Regions from separate parts of the Pan troglodytes genome. Here regions 1, 2 and 3 are each linked to region 4. The links are chromatin contacts, called in public Hi-C and HiChIP or PLAC-seq maps. All regions are on one chromosome and are shown on one strand. Each heading gives the region's core, a stretch centred on a gene start, on an enhancer-like site or on the middle of the called end of the contact. The rest is flanking DNA. Distances are from core to core; before and after follow the strand shown.

Region 1 (5,293 bases), core at 851-3,350, 140 kb after region 4:
TGGTTGCCTCCACAGCCCTCTATGTCCCCCTGAGCCATCTTACCCCCAGGAGGCCACGCGATGTGAGAGTCCCAGCACCTCCCCGCAACCGCCCCCCCCGGAGCCATTCTGCCCCAGGGAGGTGTGAGCATCCCAGCAGCCCCCCCACCCCCACCCCGGCAGCCGTACTGTCCCCAGAGGTCACGCACTTTCCCAGGATGCCCTTGCCCTTGGGTTGGATCTTCATCCACTTCCACAGCGGGTGGGCGTCATCCCCGTTCACGCAGATCTTGCTGAACATATCGAATTTGACGTTGTAGCCCGCGGCGAACTCTTTGATCTCTTCGTTACTCCCTGGCTCCTGTGGCGGCCAAGGTGTGTGAGTCGGGGGCCTGGCACCCCCTCAGTCTGGGCCCCCTGTACACTCCCAGGCCCTTTCCAGGCTGGAGCCCACCCCGACCCCCACCCATCGGCCTCTGCAGGGCCAGGGCCCACCCCCACCCACCGGCCTCTGCGGGCCCCGGGGAAGCAGCAGCCCACCTGCTTCCCGAACTGGTTACACGGGAAGGCCAGGATCCGCAAACCACACTCAGCGTATCGGGCGTGCAGGTCGACGAGCTGAGTGTAGTTTACTTCGGTCTTGCCTCACTGGGAGGCCACGTTGGTGACGATGCACACGAAGCCCCTGCGAGGATCGGCGGCGTCAGCGCAGAACAACACGGCCCCCTCCCAGGGCCCGGCCCCGCGCCCCACCCCAGGCGAGCGCCCACCGGTACTTGTCCAGGTTAACCATGTGCCCGTCGATGTCCTTGGCGGAAAACTCGTGCATGGAGCGCGCACAGCGCCAGTCGTCCCGGGACGCGCACTGCAAGGTAAAGGAAGCTGAGCAGGGAGCGTGGACGGGAGGCTGAGCCCGGGACCCTGAGGCAGGAAGGGATCGGGAGCGGGTCGGTGGCGGGGACACCGAGGCCCTGCGGCCCTGAAAACCTGAACGCTCCTCCTCCTTAAACGCACACGCCCCCTTGTACTTCTGGTCCGGTTTTACCGGAGACCCGGAGGCCGGGAGAGGGTTCCAACCCCAAAATGTGCCACAGCAGCCGGTGTGGGGGCCCCGCGCGCACCGGGTCCTGGGACTCGGGACATTCGTGGATCTCCGGTCGCAAGCTGCGGGGACAGGGCTTCTTCCGCCGGCGCCGCGCCCTCCTGCGCCTGCACGCTGGGGCCTTCCGCCGCCGAGGGGCTCGCGGCCGCCGCCTGCCCCGGCTCTGGCACCGCTGCCTGCGGCGCCCGGGGGAGCGTGCGCCCGCGCGGCCCATACCCGCCCGTCTCCCGCCCCTCCTGGCTCCCCCACCCCGAGCGCCGCTACCGGGGACAAAGGGCCCGGAGGCCGTAGTCAGGACTGCGCGACTGTGACGCCACCGCGCTAGGCCAAGGTGCGGGGGCGGGGCGGCGCCCGGGGGCGCGTGATCCGGGATTTCCAGCCCTTCGCGCCCCCAACCGCTCGGGCGCAGCAGCCCCGCTCGGCCCGGAGACGCCCCGCCGTGGCCCTCAACGGTCCAGCTCCGCCCCAGCCGTCCCGGACCCCGCCCCCTGCAAGCCTGGACCCCCGCCCCCGGCCCCGGCACGCGCGCCTGCAACGGCCTGGACGGCCCCTTCCCCGACCACGACCCGCGCGCGTGGAACAGCCCCTTCCCCTTGCCCGACCCCAGCCCGCGCGCCCGCAACGGCCTGAACAGTCCCTTCCCCGACCCCAACGCGCGCGCATTGAACTGCCCCTTCCCCTTCCCCGAACCCAGCCCGCGCGCCTACAACGGCCTGGAGGGCCGCGGAGCGCGTCGCAGTACGGTCACCCGCGTCCGCGCCCGGCCGGGGGTGTGGAGGGGGAGCCCCCAGACGCCCCCCACCAAGGTCACCGGAGCCCGAGGGTTCCCCGCGCCGGCGAGCGGAGGCAGGGATCGCGCGCCCGCCCCAACGGTCACCGGGCCGGCAACGGCCGCGGCGCTCGCTCACCATGGTCCCGGCCAGGCCAGGCGCGGCCAGAGCCCCACAGAGCAGCGCCGGCTTCAGTAGGCGGCAAAGGCGGCCGAGGCTCATCGCGGCGGGGCTGGGAGCCAGCGGCTCCTCCCCTCGTCCAACCGACCAATGGACGCGCGTCGGCTTTCCGCACCTCCTTTCCCACGGCCGCGCCCTCCAGAGCGCGCAATGGTCAGCCGCGTCGGTGTTGAGCGCTCGCGCCGACGTCAGCCAATGGGAGGCCGGAGTGGGAAGAAGGCGGGGAAGGTGGGGCGGGACCGGACGTGCGGACTTGTTGTTGACGACTGCGCATGCTCGCTTGTGTCTAGGAGGCCGTGGCCTGGCCGGCGGCGCGTTGGGTGGCAGCGTAGTTATTCGGGTGGTTGAGCGCAGCGCGGCCGCAGGCCAGACAGCCTTGAGAATACTACTTAAGACTCGGCGAGGGGGTTTGGTTTCTCCAACTCGCAGAAAAGTGTCCCCAACTCCTATTTACCTTTTTTTTTTAAGAGACGGGGTCTTGCTGTGTTGCCCAGGCTAACGTGCAGTGGCACGATCAGGGCACACTGCAGCCTCGACCTCCCAGGTTCAAGCGAACCTCCCGCCTCTGCTTCCCGAGTAGCTGGGACAACAGGCTCATCCACCATTCCTGGCTAATTATTGTTTTGTAGACATGGGGGTCTCGCTATGTTGCCTAGGCTGGTCTCAAACTCCTGACCTCAAATGATCCTCCAGCCTCAGCTTCCCAAAGTGCTGGAATCACATGCGTGAGCCAAAGGCTCAGCCGGGATTTGCCTTTTTTTTTTTTTTTTTTTTTTCGAGACACAGTTTTGCTCTTTTGCCCAGGCTGGAGTGCAGTGGCGCTACCTCAGCTCACTGCAACCTCCACCCCACCGGGTTCAAGCGATTCTCTTGACTCAGCCTCCTGAGTAGCTGGGATTACACGAGCGAGCCACCACACCCAGCTAATTTTTTTGTATTTTTAGTAGAGACGGGGTTTCACCATGTTGGCCAGGCTGATCTCAAACTCCTGACCTCAGGTGATCTGCCCGCCTAGGCCTCCCAGAGTGCTGGGATTACAAGTGTGAGCCACCACATCCGGCCAAGGGATTTGCCTTTTTAATGTAAATGAAACCAAACTGAGTTGGGTTTGCTTCTCATCACAGCTCCATCTTATGGGGGTGTCCCTGCCCTCACCCCTGCCATGGGCGCAGGGGGTCAGTGACTCCCCATCCCTGGGTCTGGTTGCTGAGCCGCTTATATAACGTGGGCACTGGGACCTGAGAGTCATCCAGACAGTTACCATTTAACTGAGAACCTGGAGTTTCCTGGGCTCCCACCCCCAGGGGCAGCTGCCCACGCAGGGATGCGCGGTATGTGCTCAGAAAATAAACAAATCTGGAGGGTTTTCTTACAGTTCTAACATTACAAGGTATGGGCACACCCAGAGCCCATACTGCCCCACATCTTGGCTTCCAACTCTGTTTTTCACTTCGTGGCTTGGACATGTGGCAACAGAAACACTCATCTCATACTTGGGAACTGAGTCACTGTGATTGGACTTTGACCCCTGTACAGGCAGGGGTTTGGATTTTTTTTTTTTTTTTTTTTTTTTTTTTTTTTGAGGAGTCTTGGTCTGTCACCCAGGCTGGAGTGCAGTGGCTCCATCTCAGCTCACTGCAACCTCCGCTTTCCGGGTTCAAGTGATTCTCCTGCCTCAGTCTCCTGAGTAGCTGGGATTACAGGCATGTGCTACCATGCCCAGCTAATTTTTGTGTTTTTAGTAGATACGGGCTTTCACCATGTTGGTCAGGCTGGTCTCGAACTCCTGACCTCAGGTGATCCGCCTGCCTCGGCCTCCCAAAGTGCTGGGATTACAGGCGTGAGCCCCTCTACCCCGCCTAGGTGCTTGGGATTTGTATGTTGCCCGCAAGGTCTTAACCTTTTCTGACCCTGCACTGAATATTTCTTCAGAGACAGACTCAGGGCCGGGTTGACTTGGGGGGACCTATGAGCCAGCCCCCGCCACTGCCCCCGACTCAGGCCTGCCAGATGCAGCACCGAGGCGTCATAGATGGTTTGCTGGAAGAGGCAGTGAAGCAAGGATCCCTGAGCAGGCCTGGCAGAATCCTGGTCTTGCATAAGCCTGTTCACATGGCTTTGCTCCCGCCCAGCCCCCGGAGGCTGAGTTCTTGGAGTCAACCCCCATTGTCTGACTTCTCAGGAAACCCCCCCATTTCCTCCCGCCCTGGCAGTGCCGGGTGACAGGGCCACACTGGTGACTCTGTTCTTGCCCTTGCGAAGGCTCAGCTGTTTGCAATTTTGCCGGTGTTGTTTTCCTTAAGTTTGTTGCAAACATGTGCGCTGAAATGGGAGTTTATTTCAGGGTTGCCAGAAAAACAGCTCAGCACCCACAGCTCCGCGGAGAGACTTGATCCCATTCCTGACTTCCTGCCAATTGTGATAAGGTCAGAAGTGGGGAAAACACGGGTCGCGACCTCGGATCTGAGAACGGGGCCCCAGGCTCTGGGAGAGATTTGTGCTGGGGGCTTCACAGCTTTTCCCAGAGTGTCCCCATTTCACGAACGGGGAAATGGAGTCTCGGGGACCTCTCAAGGCTCCAGCGAGGCTTCCCTGTGAGGGCGGAAGTTCTTGAGTGTCCCTGCAGGAAGCTGTGTTGCCACAGATCTTTCTAGAGCAGCCCCTGGCTCCAGGAAGGACTGGGGAGGGGCTGTCCTGTGGCTTCATTTCTTTTTTAAGAACTTTTTGGCCAGGCGTGGTGGCTCACACCTGTAATCCCAGCACTTTGGGAGGCTGAGACGGGCAGATCACGAGGTCAGGAGATCGAGACCATCCTGGCTAACACGGTGAAACCCCGTCTCTACTAAAATTACAAAAAATTAACCAGGCATGGTGGTGGGCGCCTGTAGTCCCAGCTACTTGGGAGGCTGAGGCAGGAGAATGGTGTGAACCCGGGAGGCGGAGCTTGCAGTGAGCCAAGATCGCACCACCGCACTCCAGCCTGGGCAAGAGAGCAAGACTCTCCGTCTCAAAAAAAACTTTTTGGCTGGGTGTGGTGGCTCACATCTGTAATCCCAGCACTTTGGGAGGCCAAGGCGGGTGGATCACGAGGTCAGGAGTTCAAGACCAGCCTGACCAACATGGTGAAACCCCATCTCCACTAAAAATACAAAAATTAGCTGGGAGTGGTGCCGTGCGCCTGTAATCCCAGCTACTCAGGAGGCTGAGGCAGGAGAATTGCTTGAACCCTGGAGGTGGAGGTTGCAGTGAGCCGAGTTCGTGT
Region 2 (5,143 bases), core at 2,459-4,958, 210 kb after region 4:
GGTGAAGATCCGGGGTCCCAGCATCTCCCACACCTCCCGGACATCCCTCAGCAGGGCGAGCTCCTCGAAGGTCCGGTTCACCTGTGGACAGCACCCCCTCCACTGATGACCCTCTCCTCCTCTGAGGACCCCTGCCCACCCCCTGCCCCCTCTGCCTTGCTCCTGCATGTGCCTCTGATCCTCCGCACATGCTGATCCCCCTCCATCGGCTAACTCCTACTTCTTCAAACAGTTTCCGTGACCCTCCGGCCTGGCCCTGGCCCACCCGGACTGAGGGTACTGGATGGGCTCTGGCCACCACCCTCCCACCCCAGCATCCAGGCTGCCCCCACCTGGGCCATGAGCTTCCGGGTAAAAGGTGTATCTGGTGCAAAGAGTAGCTTCCCGAGGATCAGAGGCTTCAGGCGTCTCCAGAGCAGGCGGGACAGCGGGTGGCTGTCCAGGGCTCCAATCAGCTCCGAGCAGGCGGGGCCTGGGATGGGGGTGCCATGAGGCCCTGCCCCCCTGCCCGGAGTTCCACTTCCCAAGAGGGGAAACCGAGGTCAGTCACTCACTCAGGCTGCTGTCTGGCAGGGCCGATTCTGGCTCCTGCCCCACCAGCTCCATCAGGTCACTAGCCTCGTACCAGTTGAGGGAGGGGTCCACTGTGCTGCTTGGTCCCCTGGCACTGCAGAGGGCCTCTGACAGCAACTCCAGGGGGCCGCTGGTCCCTCGGGGTCTCTGCAGCAGTGCCCGAAGCTCCACCAGGCTGTGCAGCGCCAGGAGCTAGAGAGAGGTTACCAGACGGAGCTGGCAATGATCCCACCTCCAAGCCCTAACGAGGGCAGGGCACTGGGCCAGGGGCAGCCTCTCCCTCTCGCTGTCTAATTCTCCTGAAAACCCACCCAAGGGAAGTGCCCGGGCTGCCCCAGACCCTCCCGGCGCAGGCTGCCTGCCAACATTGCCTCCATGGGGGTTGAGGATGAGTGGGACCTCGTACCTCCTGGGCCAGGTCCTCAGCTGCCTCCAACAAGCTGTGCAAGGGCTCCTGGGCTTGGCCCAGTGCCAACCCCAGGGATTCCTGGGGAGAAAGACCACAAGGGTGACAATGACTTTGAGCACTCACTAGGGGTCCAGCGCTCTGGCCAGTTCCCAGGCAGACCATACTATCATAGCCCCCACTTTACAAATAGGGAAACTGAGGCTCTGAGAGGCAAAGGGACTCATTCGAGATCTCACAGACGAGTCTTCGTCACTGGGTCAGACACACTCTGGGGGCCCAGAAAGGACAAGCAGCATCACCGCAGGGACCAGGGACAGCCTGGATGCCTGGAACGGGAGGTCCTTGGCCCGGGGTGGGGCAGTGCCAGGACATCCCCAGTGCAGTGTCCCAGGAAGTCAGCGCGGTCCCGCCCCGACACCCTACCGTGCGCAGCAGTGACGTCAGCAGCTCCGCGACATCCAGCATAGGTGGTTCCAGTGGAGACTGCTTGGTTGGTTGAGGCTGGGCTGGGGGAGGAGCGCACGGGAGCATGGGGCTGGGGGGACGTTGGCCTGAGGCACCCACCCCCACCCTGTGCCCATTTCACGGCCCGGCAAGTTGAGGCTCAGAGCTCAGCCCTGCCAGAGGCCCCCCCGGCCTCCTCACCCGTGCTGCGTGCAGCCCTCAGCATGGCGATCAGCTTCCCTAGGCCAGCCAGCGTCCTGTGGGCACTGGCCCCTCCCAGCACAGTGCGGGCATCGGCTAGCAGCCGGGAGACCCTGGGGACAGAGAGAGGGCAGGAGGCGGGGTTCCGGCCGGCACTGCAGCCCCGAGTTTGCAGGCCAGCCGCACCCACTGCCTCTGGCTCACAGGGAGTCGTTGAAGTTGCTCAGGTGCCCGGGCTCCTCGCCTGGTGTCAGCTGCGGAAAGCAGGTGTTGTTCACATTACAGATGAGACCCTGGAGCCAGGGCACGGTGCCCGCCGATGGCAGTGGCTTGTTTGGGAAGTGGCCTGCGGGGAGACGCCTGGTGCTGAGGCCCTGTGGACTCTGCCTGACTCCACCCCCATCGGGTCGCCCGGCACCGCTTGCATGCCTCCAGCGATGGAGAGCTCACTCCCATGCCATGTATTGGCAGCCTGGTGAAGGCTCCCTGACATGCACGGGGGATTCCTGTGCACGGGTGAGCCATCTGCCTTCCCCTACACACACAAAGTGCCTGGTCCCTGGGGGGGCTCACATTCATGGTGCTCCAGGGGCGGGTGGGAGTGGCGAACAGCCACCAGGATGAAGAAGAGGAAGAGAGGCCACAGCAATTCGACCAGGAGCTGGACCTGGGGGAGAATAGGTGGGAGATGGTGGGGGACAGTGGGGGCTGCCTGCCCACCCGGCCCTGGTCTCACACTGGGGCGTTACCGGCTGTCTCCGGCGATACATGAAATTCTTCCAGAGCAGCAGCATCAGCTGTGTCCAGAAGGCCATGGTGAGACTGGGCAGGGGACGGGACAGAGAGGTCAGGACAACGGTCGGGCTGAAGACGTGCGGTGAGGCTGCGGGCAACTCCCTGCCCCTTTCTGAACCTCATTCCTCTATCCCACAGCGCAGGGTTCCTGGAAGCTCTGATTAGAGCGAGGCAAACAGTAGTCACTTGATAAGGAGGCTCCGCTACCCCAGGGGTGGAGTAAACCAATGGGAGCGCAACCCGCAGCCGTCCTCGCATCTGATTGGCTGCCAGGACTGTCGCTCTGAGCAGGGCTGACAGCTGGGGACTTAAAGACCATCCTCTAATCCTCCAGGGACCGAGTTTGGGCTTAACGCTTTCGTCACCAGGCTCCACCCCAAGCCTCACCTGGAAGCCTCTTCCAGGTCCTGACCCCCAGCCTCCTGCCTGGCCCAGCCCAGGCAAGGATTCCTTTCCCCTCACTGTTCTCCGAAGATAATAGCAACGAATATTGGCAGTGCTGGCCATTTCACACGCCCAGGGGAAGTGCTGGACTATCACCCCACTCTACAGAAGTGGAAACCGAGGCCCAAGAAAGCAAACCCAGGCACCCAGAGAGACAGGCAGTCGCCCAGCTGGAGGCACGACCCCAGCTCTGCCCACACCTTATGTAGCATTGATCGCTCAGAGGGACCGCGGGAGCCAGAGAAAGAGTCAGGCGAAGGGGCTGGGATAGAGACTCCTGGAGTCAGCGATTCCTGATCTCTTTTCCTTGGGCCGGTCCACCTCTGACACAGATGGAGAATCTGACGCTGACAGAGGGGCAGGAAGTTGCTAAAGGTGACCAGGCCGGAACTGGGACCTCAGACCCAGACCCTTACGCCAGGGTTCTTTCCTTTACATCAAGCGGGACTTAGGATCTGGGGGAGTGGGCTCAGTTTCTCCATTTGTAAAACGGGGCAAGGGGGAGTGCAGGAGTTCTAACGGGCAGGGGGCTGCAGGTGTGTGATCGGCAAAGGCCCTCTTAAGGGTCCCAGATGTCCGATGCCCCCCTTGAGAATCAGTGATCAATTCAGCCGTCGTCAACATTCACCGGAAGGAAACGAAGGGTCAGAGGCTGGACCCCCTAATTCCCAGGGAACTTGCATCCCTCCCGGCCCCAACCCCGCATTCTCGAGTCTCGGGCCTTCTTCCCTCTCCGAGTCCTTCTCACCTTCCAGGGGCGCCGCAGCTCTTGCCGCCTTCCCTCCGCCCAGCAGCAGGCAGGGAGCGCGCAGCCCCTTAAGCCAAGTGCGCCGAGCTTGCCCGCGCAGGTAGCAGCGCCGGGGCACGCCCCTGCCTCTGCACGCTGCTATTGGGCGGTCTGCCCGTCACTCACGGGCCTGCTCCGTCGGAGCTGCGCGGGCCAAGGGAGGAGGCGGGATCACAGAAGGGCCTCGCCTAGCCGGGTTTCTTAAAGGGACCGCGCGGCTCTTGCTGCATCACCATAGGGTGGCGGAGTGCCCGGCAGGTCCCAGGCAGGCCGGCCTCCGGGAACGAGGCTGCTCTGTCTTTGGGGAGCCAGGCTGCCTCCCCACGTTGCATAACCGGCTGCAATACCGCAGCTCCGAATTGCAGGAGTTCCCTCTGTCCCCGCTGTCCCCGGGGCTGGCCAGGCTCCCTCTAGTTTAGTCCAGACTCTGGGACTACACTCGTCCGTCTGTAAAGTGGGGGTTCCACTAGATCATTCGTGCATTCATTCATTCCACGAACGCTCCTCGGCTTCTGCAGAGGATGGCAGAAGGGGGAGGGGGCCCCCAACATTCTAGAGTCTCCGATGATAGTGGCTACCCTGATTTTGAGGAAAACCCGTTTCCCACTCTGGAAGAAGAGTTGAAATAAACTCTTCAGGCTGGAGGTGAAGCTGAAATGGGAGCGTGTGGGTCCACAGCTTTGAAGGCGCTGGGGAGAGTGAGAGGCGTGGGGACGGCTCCCGTGGCAGGAGGTGGCATTGCCGTTGGGGCTTTGAGGATAAATAGGAGTTCGCCAACGGGGAGACATCCAGGCTGAGGCCACGAGACGCGCTGTAAAGTAGGGTGCAGCCAAAGCGCATGGGGGGCATTTGAGGGAACTGCCTCCTCTCCAACTGGCCAGGAAGCCCAGCCTCTCCCTCTACCCCAAGTCCCGGCCCTTCAAATCATTCATTCCACCCAGACTCACCTGTGGCTTCAGCTTTTGCTCCTCCTCCCAATGGTGAGGTGGACATTTTCCCCTTGATCCCCCCATCCCCCAAGACCTCCTCTCTCCCCACAAAAGCATCAAAGCAAAGCACGCCCTCATCGACGCCAACTCTCTTGGCCACCTTCTCTTCGTACAGAGGTTTTATTGCGTTTGGTCCACAGTCGTATTTCACATTATCTCACGGAGCAGGGCCCCTGGGCGGGGGGTCCCTGTGCAGTACTTGGCGGGGCATGTGGCCGGGGAAGATGGAGCAGTATAAGCTGGTCAGGCCCAGAAGGGAGGAGGGCTGGGGGCTCCTTAAAACTTATTGAGGGGCTGGGCACGGTGGCTCACACCTGTAATCTCAGCGCTTGGGGAGGCGGAGGCGGGCGGATCACACCTGAGGCCAGGAGTTCGAGACCAGCCTGGCCAACATGGGGAAACCCCGTCTCTACTAAAAATACAAAAATTAGCCGGGCGTGGTGGAGCACCTGCAGTCCTAGCTACTCAGGAGGCTGAGGCTGGAGAATCGCTTGAGCCCGG
Region 3 (5,399 bases), core at 314-2,813, 230 kb after region 4:
TCATTTACGGCTGCGTTTTCTCTACAACAGCAGAGTGGAGTAGTTACTCTACCCAAAAAAGCTAAAAATACTGACTGTTGGCTTTTTTACACTTTGTTTTTTAGAGACAGGGTCTCACTTAGTCATCCAACCTGGAGCGCAGGGATACGATCATGGCTCACTGCAGCCTCCAACTCCTGGGCTCAAGCAGTCCTCCCACCTCAGCCTCCCAAGTAGCTGGAATTACAGGCATGCACCAACGTCCTCAGTTAATTTTTAAAAACATTTTTTTGGGGGGCCGGGCGCGGTGGCTCATGCCTGTAACTCCAGCACTTTGGGAGGCTGACGCGGGTGGATCACGAGGTCAGGAGTTCAATACCAACCTGGCCAAGATGATGAAACCTGGTCTCCACTAAAAATACAAAAAAAAATAGCCGGGTGTGGTGGTGGAAGCCTGCAATCCCAGCTATTCAGGAGGCTGAGGCAGAGAATTGCTTGAACCCAAGAGGCAGAGGTTGCAGTGAGCCGAGATCACGCCACTGCACTCCAGCCTGGGCGACAGAGTGAGACTGCGTCTCAAAAAACAAAACAAAACAAAACTTTTTTTTGGCGGGCTTGGTGGGTCACACCTGTAATCCCAGCACTTTGGGAGGCCTAGGCGGGCAAATCACCTAAGGTTAGGAGTTCGAGACCAGCCTGACCAACATGGAGAAACCGTCTCTACTAAAAATATAAAATTAGCCGGGCGTGGTGGCGCATGCCTGTAATCCCAGCTACTTGGGAGGCTGAGGCAGGAGAATGGCTTGAACCCGGGAGGCGGAGGTTGCAGAGAGCCGAGATCGCGCTTCTGCGCTCCAGCCTGGGCGACAGAGCGGGAATCCATCTCAAACAAACAACAAAAAAACCCAAAAACCATAGTATCCTCTTGTGTACGCAGCCGGCACTCAGTAAGTGCCCCTGAAGAGCACTTATTTATTTATTGCTGCGCGAAGCTACGGGGGCAGGTGGCACAGCGCCACGCAGGAGTGGAGACTGCCAGATTGTTCTACCGCCAACCTTAGTGGTGCCACAGGAGATGGATATGACGTCACTGGCCTTGTGACGTCATGGGAGGATCCGGGCAAGAGAAGCCAAACGAGGTGACGAGCTGGGGACTACAGCAAAAATATGGAACGCTTCACGAATTTGCGTGTCATCCTTGCGCAGGGGCCATGCTAATCTTCTCTGTATCGTTCCAATTTTAGTATATGTGCTGCCGAAGCAAGCACGACTCAACGGTTACCGTCACACCTATTTTAAGCCCTTCAATCAAAACATTTTATGATTAGGATAAGTTATGGTCGGTTTCATATTTAGCATAATTTCCTACAGTGGTATGTTGCAGAACAACTTTCGTGTTTACGCTTACTTTGATGTTTCGATCACGTAAAATCCCATATCTTATCGTAATTTTACCGCCTTATACTGGCCTCATAGACGCGGTGGATTGTGGGTGCCAATATGCAAAAGAGGTGGCCCAGATGCAGTCCCGCCCCCCTGGAGCGGCCGAGGTAGGGGGTGAGGCCTCCGCGGGCGCCGCTGGCATCCCAGCGTTCTCTGCGGGCGCAGGGGGGCCGCTCTTGCCCGGCGTGGCGACTCGCTAGCGTCAGCAGCGCCGCAGCCGGACGAGAAGGCGGAAGATGGCGGCGGCGGCCGGGAGGCCGTGAGGAGAGCGGCGGCTGCGAGGGCGGCCGATGGCGGCCGGGAGGCGCCCTCGGACACTTGCGGGTCGTTAGGGCGCGACGCTGGGAGGCATGTCGGAGCACGTGGAGCCCGCAGCTGCGGGGCCCGGGCCCAACGGCGGCGGCGGCGGCCCGGCCCCCGCGCGCGGGCCTCGCACCCCCAATCTCAACCCCAACCCCCTCATCAACGTGCGCGACCGGCTCTTCCACGCGCTGTTCTTCAAGATGGCTGTCACCTATTCGCGGCTCTTCCCGCCCGCCTTCCGCCGTCTCTTCGAGTTCTTCGTGCTGCTCAAGGTGACCGCGGCCCCGACCCCCGACCCTTGACCCCAGCGGCTGTCCCGACCCCCAAGTCTGCTACCTCCGACCGCGACCCCTGGCCCCGCTGGGGACACCGAGCGCCACCCTGCACCCTGAGGCCTATACCCGGCCCTACCGATTAGGGCTCTCCCTCGCGACCTCTGACCCTGGGATTGGCCAGGGACACCGTCTCGTGACCCCATCCCGCCCGGGGACGTCCACCCGGGAAGGCTGGGTCCCGCTGCACTAGAAGCCGCTGTTCTCTACTCTTGAAACCTCACTGTCAGCTCCCTCCAGGGCCCATCCTGTCCCCGGCGACCGCCTTTCCCAGGTCCCCACCTACCCAGGCTTGGAGTCCGGTCCTGGCCTGCGAGGTAGCACCTCCCGCCCTTTGACCCCTGACTCTGCCGCCTGAGACCCTCAGTTCCGAGGCCTCTCTCCCCTCCCAATGTGCTGGCCCAGAACCCAGCCTGACACAGGGCTCCCTCGGACCAACCCCTGTCCTGGAAGTCCACTCCCCACTCCCCTCTCTTCCTCCTTGTAGCCTTTCAGCTGCCCCCACCCCGTTCCCCGCTCCTGAGCCTCAGGGGAATGTGACTTAGCTGAGGTCACCTCGCTAGGGTTAGCGGCAAAGTCACCGGCAGCAGTGTACCACCCCATCCCCGGCCTCTTCCTCCGCTGGGTCCCCACCCCCTTCCTGCTTCAGGAGCTCAGGTTGTGAGTCTGTCGCCCGTGCCTCCCCTATGAGGCACCGGCCTCCGCGTCTTGGGCTCTGTCCCCCTCCCGCCCTCCTCAGATGGCAGAGGACTCAGCCGTGCAGGACAGGCATCGGCCTGACTCCCTCTGAGAAGGAGTCTTGCTTGGGTGACAGGAGGGGCTCAGTAGCAGCTGCAGCCCCTCAGAAAACAAGCTGGCCGGGGTCGTGGGCCACCTGGCGAAATGGGGACGTGGCCGTTTTCGTTCTGCATCAGAACACCGCCGCGCCGGGGCTTGGGGGCTGCTGAAGTTGCGCCGTGAGCTTTTTGGATCTAGCTTGCAAAGAGGGGTCTGATGCTGGTGGGCCAGGCTGCGATCGTGGGCAAGTTCCCAGCCTGACACAGGTTGGTCAGGAGCTGGCTGCTTTTTTGGGCTCGGCAAGTGGAGCTGGACCTTGGCCGTCCTGCGGACCTGGGTGTGGGTCCCAGCCTGCTGCCACTTCACGGAAGGCCCCCCAGCCTCCAGATCCGTGGCCTCCCCAGGCCAGAGCTCAGCCCATCATCCTTCCCACCTTCCTCCCTGCAGCCCCCCAGAGTGGCATGGTCGCCTCAGTAGGCACCTGAGCAGGGCTGTGAAGGGTTACGCAGGCAGGCGGCCTTTCCTGGCTCTGGGGTCCACAGACGGGGCCTGAAACTGTGGACGGAGGCTGGTCTGTGGACGTGGGTTTTCCTTCCATGGAGTAGCCTGGGAACAGGATGGAGCCACTGTGTCCTTAGGCTTGTGGAGGGTGTGTGCTGGGTGCCAGGCCAGGTTCCCCCGACGGAGCTCAGCCTCCCTGGGAGGTGCATCCCTGTCGCCTGGGCCCTGGTCCCACCATGTCCCGGTTTGGAAAGGGATCAAGCCTACCCGGCTCCATCTCCAGGCCAATACCACTCACAGGTGGTCAGATGGGGCTGGGCCAGAGCTGGAGTTCCCCCTCTTCTGTGTAGGGTGGAGACTCTTGGGAGGTTCTCAGTAACCCCAATCTCTCCTCTCAGCAGGGGGCTTTGGACTGTGAGATCTCTGGGTGGTGAATTTTTTTTTTTTTTTTTTTTTGAGATGGAGTCTTGCTCTGTCACCCAGGCTGGAGTGCAGTGGTTTGATCTCGGCTCACTGCAAACTCCACCTTCTGGGTTCAAGCAATTCTTCTGCCTCAGCCTGCGGAGTAGCTAGGATTACCGGTGCCCACCATCACAACCGGCTAATTTTTTTGTTTTTTTAGTAGAGACTGGGTTTTGCCATGTTGGCTAGGCTGGTCTCAAACTGCTGATTTCAGGTGATCTGCCCGCCTCGGCCTCCCAAAAGGCTGGGATTACAGGCGTGAGCCACCATGCCTGGCCTGGGTGGGGAAATCTGTTCTTTGTGAATTCTCCACCCGGTAATCTGGTGGCACAGAATCTGACCCTGCTGCCTTCACTTTTACTTATCTGCAAAGTGCAGGCTGGAACTGCCTGATTTCAGAGGCTGCCTTGAGTTCCAGAAGGCTCCTCTGCTTCCTGCCCGCCTGGCTTCCGGGGGTCTCCCTGCAGAGAGCCAGGTCCTCCCTGGTATGATCCCTTTGAGGTGGTTTCATCCTGTGGCATCTGTGCAGCTGAGCTCCCAGCCCTGAGCTGGCATGGAGTCCCCCAGCTCTCACCCATGCCTGGGTGGCTTTAGGAAATGCCAGGATCTCCCAGCTCTGAGCCAGCATGGAGCCCCCCGGTCCCTCATCCATGCCTGGGTGGTTTTAGGAAATGCCAGGCAGTGCCAGGTGCTGGGGAGAGAGGAGGCGGCAGGGGCCTGTGTTCCAGGGGCCCTCGGGAGACCTCCCTCCAGCCTCAGTATCCACCTCTGCTGGCCTTCATGGCCCTGAGCCCAGTGTGGCAGAGACTGTCCGTCTTGGGGCACTGGGTGCCTGCACCTGTGCGGTTGGGTTCTGGACCCAGGTGACCACCAAGTGGATGCCCACAGGGTGAAGGGGTCTCGACTCAGCACCCCTGGACATGGGCAGGGGCCCGCCCCTAGCCACAGGGAGTAATGGGGCTCCTCTTGTGGGGTCGTGACGATTAAAGACGGGGTATGTGAGACCCCAGGGGCCCTGCTCTGAATGGGGACCTGTCACATTGAGGCCACTGTGAGGCTGCAGTGGAAGGAGAGGCCCTGGTGGCCTGGAGGCAGGAAGCACCCCGGGTGGACAAAGGGGAGCCCCAGGTAGTGTTTCCTGGCTGGGGCTGAGGGCTCTGTGTCCCACCTGGGAGGAGAGTGTGGCTCCGCGGGCTTGTGTGTCCGTCGGTCTGTGGGTCAGTCAAATACCCAGAGAGCAGGCAGGCTGCTCCTGGCACTCCAGGTCTGTGGGGAGACAGGAAAGGAAAGGCCCACCCAGTGGCCGAGTGTTGGGGTGCCCTGAGAGCCTCGGCCAGAACATCCAGGAAGCTTCCTGGAGGAGGCGGTGAGCACGGCCCCAGGCTGGGGGAGGTGCTCCTGTGGGTGCAGCCGTGTGTGGGCTGACCCGGAGGAAGGAAGGGTCATAGGGGTAGGGTGACTCCTGTGCGGGGTGGGCAGGGCCTCCTGGAGGTGAGCCACAGCCAGTGGGATGGGGTGGGGTGTCCAGGCAGCTGGAGGGCGTGTGGGAAGGCCGTGGGGCTGGAGCATGTGGGCGCCTGCTGGGGAGCCTGGGTCAGGGAC
Region 4 (5,067 bases), core at 1,207-3,706:
CGCTCCGCGCCCGGAGATGCGCTCGCCGCCCCCCACCTCCTGCCTGGCCGTCGCCCCCGTGCGCCTCTGACGCAGGAGCGCGTGCGCGGGCGGCTGGGGGCTCCGTTGCCGTCAGCCAGCGGCCCGCGCAGCCTCGCTCGCGGCTATGACGTCACCGCCCCGCCCCCGCGCTCACGCAGGTCTGCGGCACCCGGCCGGGCCCCCAGCCCCGCTCCTTAGGCTCCGGGAAAATGCGGAATCGGGGATGGCGGGGGTTGGGGCTCGGGCTCCCTGGAAAGGGCCTTGAGCCTGGCGCGGTGGGCTGGACCCCAGGGGTGCAGGGAGCAGGGGAGGGCCTGGGGCTGTGGCTTTACAAGGGTGCAGCCAGGGAGATCCAATGCCTCCTGCTGTGGGCGAATCCGACACCATCCGTGGCTCCCTACATCCGGAGGCTGCACCCTCGCCCCCTGCCCGTGTTCAGGCCAGTGCAATGGCGGGCGCCACTGTCCCCTGGAACCCAAGCACCTGAAGAAGGCCCTGCTGGTCCGACTCAGGATGAAGGCGTGGGCCTGGCTCCTCCCCCCGGGCCAGCGCTGTGACGGTCACTTGGAGCTGGTCATCCTGGCCCTGGCTCGGGGAATGCAGACGAGGAGGCCTGTTCACTTTTCGAGTCGTGACCTATGCACCTCCTGGCTCTCAGGACCGCATATCCAGCTGCCACTCCAGGAAACTGGGAGGCCTAATAGACTCAGTCTCACTCGTGGAACCACTTCCCTCCAGTCCCCACTCCAGGGTCGCCCACGGGTGAAGGCGCCATTACTCCAGCCCCAAACCTGGGGTTCCTCTGGAATTCCGCCCTGTCCCGGCCTGTGCACCCAGCATGGGCACCGCTGCTACCATCTCTTTCCTAGCAGGCCCCAGCCTCCCCCCGTTTAGTACAGGTACCTTTTCTTCACACAGCCAGAGGGAGTCTTTATTAAAAATCAGAAACCTGGCGGGATGTGGGGGCTCACACCTGTAGTCCCAACAATTTAGGAGACTGAGACAGAAGGATCTCTTGAGCCCAGGAGTTCGAGACCAGCCCGGAGAACATAGCAAGATTCCATCTCTACAAAAAAAAAAAAAAAAAAAAAAAAATTAGCTGGGCATGATGGCGCGCACCTGTAGTCCCAACTACCTTCCGGGCTGAGGCTGGAAAATTGCTTGAATCCGGGAGGTGGAGGTTGCAGTGAGCCGTGATCACACCACTGCACTCCAGCCTGGGCGACAGTGCGAGACTCTGTCTCTCCAAAAAGCAAAAACAAAATACAAAAAACCCTGAAGCCTGCCCATGTCATGGTCCTGCTGGGAACAAGACGATTTCTCTGCTTCCTCCACGGGCATTGACTTGCAAACTTTTTTGCCTCAAAACCTTTGCCCATGCAATTCCCATTTGCCTGGCACCAGGTTCCCTGGGGCTGCCCTTGGAGTTCACAGCTAGCGGAGTGGTGGCCCCACAGCACACAGGAACAGGCAAGGCGCAAGGCATAGGGCCTTGGAGGGACGTAGCAGAGGAGGGGACCCAGGCATGGGCTGGGAGCCAAGAGCAGAAGCGCCGAGACTGTGAAGCTGGGGAAGGAGTTGAAGGAAACCGGGGTGAATCTCTGGCTGAATGGACAGAGGCCTGGGTACAGGGCACCTGCAAGGGCAGAGGCGGGGAGGCTGAGCTGGGCCAGCCACGTGCCAGAGCGGTGTCAGCCTTTCTTTGGGACGAGAAAGAGGAGGCGCTGTGGGGTGTTAGGCGTGGGCTCAGAGGGGTTGGGGTGGCGCTCGGGCCAGGCTGGTGGCAGGTGTGTGGCCTGAGTATCTGCAGGGTGAGGTTCGATGGTCTAAGAGGGAGAAGCGGGGGCAGCTTTGGGCTTTGGGTTTCTGCGGGTGTCGTTCTGATGTCACCCTGCGAGGAGCAGGCCTCTGTGAGTGCACGTTTGGACCCCGATGGGCTCTGCTCAGCTTTGTGCCGGGGTCTGTGATCGCTGTCACACAGGGGAGGGGGCAGGAGAGGCATGGCGAGCCCTCCACAGTGCCAGAGGGGACCTGCGTGGGGAAGCAGGCGGGGCGCCTGTGTCCAGAGACCCTGGGCTGTGCAGCTTAAAGGGGAATTGTGCCCGAGGGGCCCTGGCTGTGCCGCCCCGGAACCCCCACGGACCCAAGCAACGTGAGAGGGGAGTCCGTGCCCCCCCGGACCCCACCCCCTCCTGCGCACGCGGCGCACCTCGGGCTGCAGAGTCGTGAATTCCAGGACACCCCGAGCTGCGTCCCTGGGACCTCAGGACCGGGCGAGGTGAATCGTGCCGATGGGCCGGGGGCGGGGCTCGGCCGCCGCGGCGGGTGCGGGGGGCGGCTCCGCGTGCGGAGTGGGCGCCCGGGAGCGCAGGCTCCGCCCCCCGCCCCCGCCGGCCGGAAGGGAAGGGGAGGCGGTGGCCGGCGCGGAGCCAGCCAGACCCAGCGGCGAGCGCAGCGGGGGCGGCGGGCCGGGGACCGGGCAGCACCGGGCGCGCGGAGCGGGCGCGCCGCCAACGCGGTCACGTGCGCGGCCCCTCCTCTCGCGCCGGCCTCCCCCGCGCCGCGCTCTCCATTCATAAATTCTCCGCCTGCTCCGCGGCCACCGGGCGCCGGAGCCAGCCGCGAGCGCCACGCAGCCGCCCGCCGCCAGCCCGCCGCCCATGGGCCGCTCGTCCCGGCGCTGAGGTAGGCGCGGCGGGCTCGGGGCTGCGGGGGGCGGACGGGGGACAGGCCGGGGATCGCAGCCGGCTGTGGGCTGAGCGGCCGGAGGGAGGGCGCGGAGGAGCCCGGCGGGCGTGGGGACCGAGATCCGGGCCTTGCGCCCCGCACCCGGCTGCCTGCAGAGGGACCCCCGCTCAGGCCCCGCCCCAGCCTCAGTTTCTCCCTGTGAGGTCGGGCGAGGACGATGGCGTCTAGGCTCAGCCCTGGCGTCGGGTCCCTGCCTCCCCTCGCTCGCCATCCCCACCCTTGGCCGGCTCGGGGGCGCGGTGCTGCCCCGTGGGGAACCTCCGCCCTCGGCTCCCGCAGCCGCCTCCCCCAGGAGCCCCCCTCTTCCCCTCGGCCTCCTGCCATCTTCCCCGGCCTCCGGTCACCATCCTGCGCCTGTCCCCACCCCCTCCAGCCTGAACTCATTTCCCGACCTACATATGCGGCCCCTTCCCCCAGTACCAGGGCCCGGGCAGCCTGTGACCGGGAGCGCTGAGGACACCAGCCCCCGCCGGGACCCTGCCCGGCTTTGGGCCTCAGTTTCCCGCTGTCGCGTGTGGGCGGAAGTCCGGGAGGGGCAGGAGCGGCTGCCGCCTGTGAGCTCCTCTCGCTCCGGGAGAGGTCTCGCGCGTGCGGTGCTGACCTGGGGCCGCCGAGCACCCCGGCGCCAGCCCCGACCCCCTGCGATTCCCGGGCCTCCCCACCCGGCTGCGCCGCGCAGCGTCCAGGCTGCTCCTTTCCCTGGTGCCGCGCCCCGCCTCAGTTTCCCCCGAGCGTAAGGCGGCCGGGGATGCTCCGGGCGCCCGGGCTGGGCACGGCGGGGAGGAGGCCGCGGCCATCTTGCGGCTTCGCGCCCGCCCCCCCGAGGCCGCCGCCCCCCCCCAGGCCGCCGCCCCCGCGCCCCCTCCCCGCCGCTCCCTGGCAACCCGCCTCCCCAGCCGCGGCCTGCTCCGCAGTCGCCATGGGAACCAGCTTCTCCGGGGCTGGGAACAGATGCGCCTTCTTTGTCCCTTGCACTCCCACCAGCACTCAGCACCGGGGAGACCTCCACCTCCCGGAGTCGTGACCCGGGAGCACGCGCCCAGCCCCTGCACCCTCCCTGGCGCGCAGGCAGCGGGAGGTCTCCCTCTACCCAACCATGGCCGGGTGGGCCCTGCCATGGTGTAGCTGAACTTCTTGGGGTGGGGGTAGCCCCCCACCCCCGTGATGGGGCGGACAGGGCGTCTGGAGTCCTTCTCGAGCCGGCTGCACCGCCTTGGCGTCCCCATTCCTCCGAGTGCTTGCCCTGCCCAGCGCTGAGCTCCAGGGCCTGGCGCTACCTTGCAGGACAGGCCGCACCGGCTGTGTGCAGTTGTGATGGGCACAGGCGCACCCTCAGAGGGCCAGGCCTCCTCCCCCGCCATGGGGATGGGAGATGGAGGTCCAGAGAGAGCCCCCGGGGCCCGCTGGGCAGAGCCAAGCCGGGTGGAGGCTGCCTCCGGCTCTGCTACCTCTCCATGAGTCACTGCCCCCTGTGTGGGCTCCTGTTCCTGCAGGGAAGACCCGGCTTGTCTGCAGTGGCTCCTGCAGAAGAATTAGGTCTAGCTGGAGCTGACCAGGCTTCCTCCCCACAGGGCCCTCCTCCCCAGTTCAGAATGCAGCCCACAGCCACCATGGCCACAGCCGCCACCGCCACCACCACCACCACTGCCACAGTAGCCCTGACGACGTCGTGGGACAATGCCACTGGACGCCCCACGGTGGGTGCAGGGGACAGGTGGGAGGGGCAGGAGATCGTCCAGGCCAGCAGCACCTGACCCCCCCTGCACGCCCGCAGGCAGAGCCAGACCCCATCCTGGACAACTACGTGCTGCTGGTGGTGGTGATGTCGCTGTTCGTGGGGGGCACGCTGGTGGTGTTGTCCGGCGTCCTGCTCCTCTGCAAGCGCTGCTGGGACGTCCACCAGCGCCTCAACAGGTGCGAGGCCCCCACCTCGGCTGGGCAGGTGCATGGTGGGTGTGGGTGCCATCGGGTGGTGGGGGGTCTACCTCACTGGCTTCTGAGTCACAGAGTGGGCTGTGCCTCTGGAGACTGGGTGATGCGCCGGGCTTGGCTTGGGGCAGAGAGCCGAGACCCACTGTGGCTATCTGGGCCCTCCGTGCCACTGGGCTCTCCCAACGTCTCTCCCAGGGCCATGGAGGAAGCGGAGAAGACCACCACCACCTACCTGGACAACGGCACCCACCCGGCCCAAGGTGAGGTGCTGGCCAGCCTGGCTGTGCGCTCGCCTGTCCATCCGCCCCTCGGCCACCCGCCACCCCCTCGGGCTGCCTGACCGTCTGTGTCTGTCTGTCTCCCCCA

The links. Hi-C and Micro-C count contacts between places; a contact is called where the count stands out from the background. HiChIP or PLAC-seq counts read pairs in DNA pulled down with a chosen protein or histone mark.
Region 1: an H3K4me3 HiChIP or PLAC-seq map of stem cell-derived excitatory neurons shows a contact between it and region 4, with 3 times the contacts expected there. The contact joins the promoter of POLR2E here to the promoter of CBARP in region 4. A contact is called at or near these places in 2 of 7 Hi-C or Micro-C datasets (induced pluripotent stem cells and stem cell-derived neural progenitor cells) and 1 of 1 datasets of contacts at active chromatin or transcription factors (stem cell-derived excitatory neurons).
Region 2: a contact with region 4 is called in a Hi-C map of stem cell-derived neural progenitor cells, with 3 times the contacts expected there. The contact joins the promoter of ABCA7 here to the promoter of CBARP in region 4. A contact is called at or near these places in 1 of 7 Hi-C or Micro-C datasets (stem cell-derived neural progenitor cells) and 1 of 1 datasets of contacts at active chromatin or transcription factors (stem cell-derived excitatory neurons).
Region 3: a contact with region 4 is called in an H3K4me3 HiChIP or PLAC-seq map of stem cell-derived excitatory neurons, with 5 times the contacts expected there. The contact joins the promoter of TMEM259 here to the promoter of CBARP in region 4. A contact is called at or near these places in 3 of 7 Hi-C or Micro-C datasets (blood, induced pluripotent stem cells and stem cell-derived neural progenitor cells) and 1 of 1 datasets of contacts at active chromatin or transcription factors (stem cell-derived excitatory neurons).

What each region holds. Positions count from the first base shown.
Region 1 is chr20:3,390,239-3,395,531 of NHGRI_mPanTro3-v2.0_pri, reverse strand. It overlaps POLR2E (RNA polymerase II, I and III subunit E), which reads left to right and starts at 2,100. Exons shown (of 10, transcript XM_054673703.1): 1 at 2,100-2,184; 2 at 4,376-4,457. GPX4 (glutathione peroxidase 4) reads right to left here and starts at 2,161. Exons shown (of 7, transcript NM_001364734.1): 1 at 1,990-2,161; 2 at 750-844; 3 at 520-664; 4 at 189-340. The coding sequence starts at 2,073.
Region 2 is chr20:3,325,831-3,330,973 of NHGRI_mPanTro3-v2.0_pri, reverse strand. ABCA7 (ATP binding cassette subfamily A member 7) reads right to left here and starts at 3,708. Exons shown (of 48, transcript XM_063800935.1): 1 at 3,615-3,708; 2 at 2,541-2,579; 3 at 2,377-2,449; 4 at 2,201-2,294; 5 at 1,832-1,973; 6 at 1,628-1,740; 7 at 1,406-1,488; 8 at 980-1,060; 9 at 555-765; 10 at 333-472; 11 at 1-81. The coding sequence starts at 2,545. CNN2 (calponin 2) reads right to left here. Exons shown (of 7, transcript XM_024351867.3): 7 at 4,744-5,143.
Region 3 is chr20:3,302,703-3,308,101 of NHGRI_mPanTro3-v2.0_pri, reverse strand. TMEM259 (transmembrane protein 259) reads left to right here and starts at 1,563. Exons shown (of 11, transcript XM_016934513.4): 1 at 1,563-1,997. The coding sequence starts at 1,773. LOC112206464 (U6 spliceosomal RNA) reads right to left here and starts at 1,247; the gene lies at 1,141-1,247.
Region 4 is chr20:3,530,160-3,535,226 of NHGRI_mPanTro3-v2.0_pri, reverse strand. CBARP (CACN subunit beta associated regulatory protein) reads left to right here and starts at 2,456. Exons shown (of 10, transcript XM_054673706.1): 1 at 2,456-2,706; 2 at 4,341-4,466; 3 at 4,544-4,683; 4 at 4,897-4,961. The coding sequence starts at 4,362.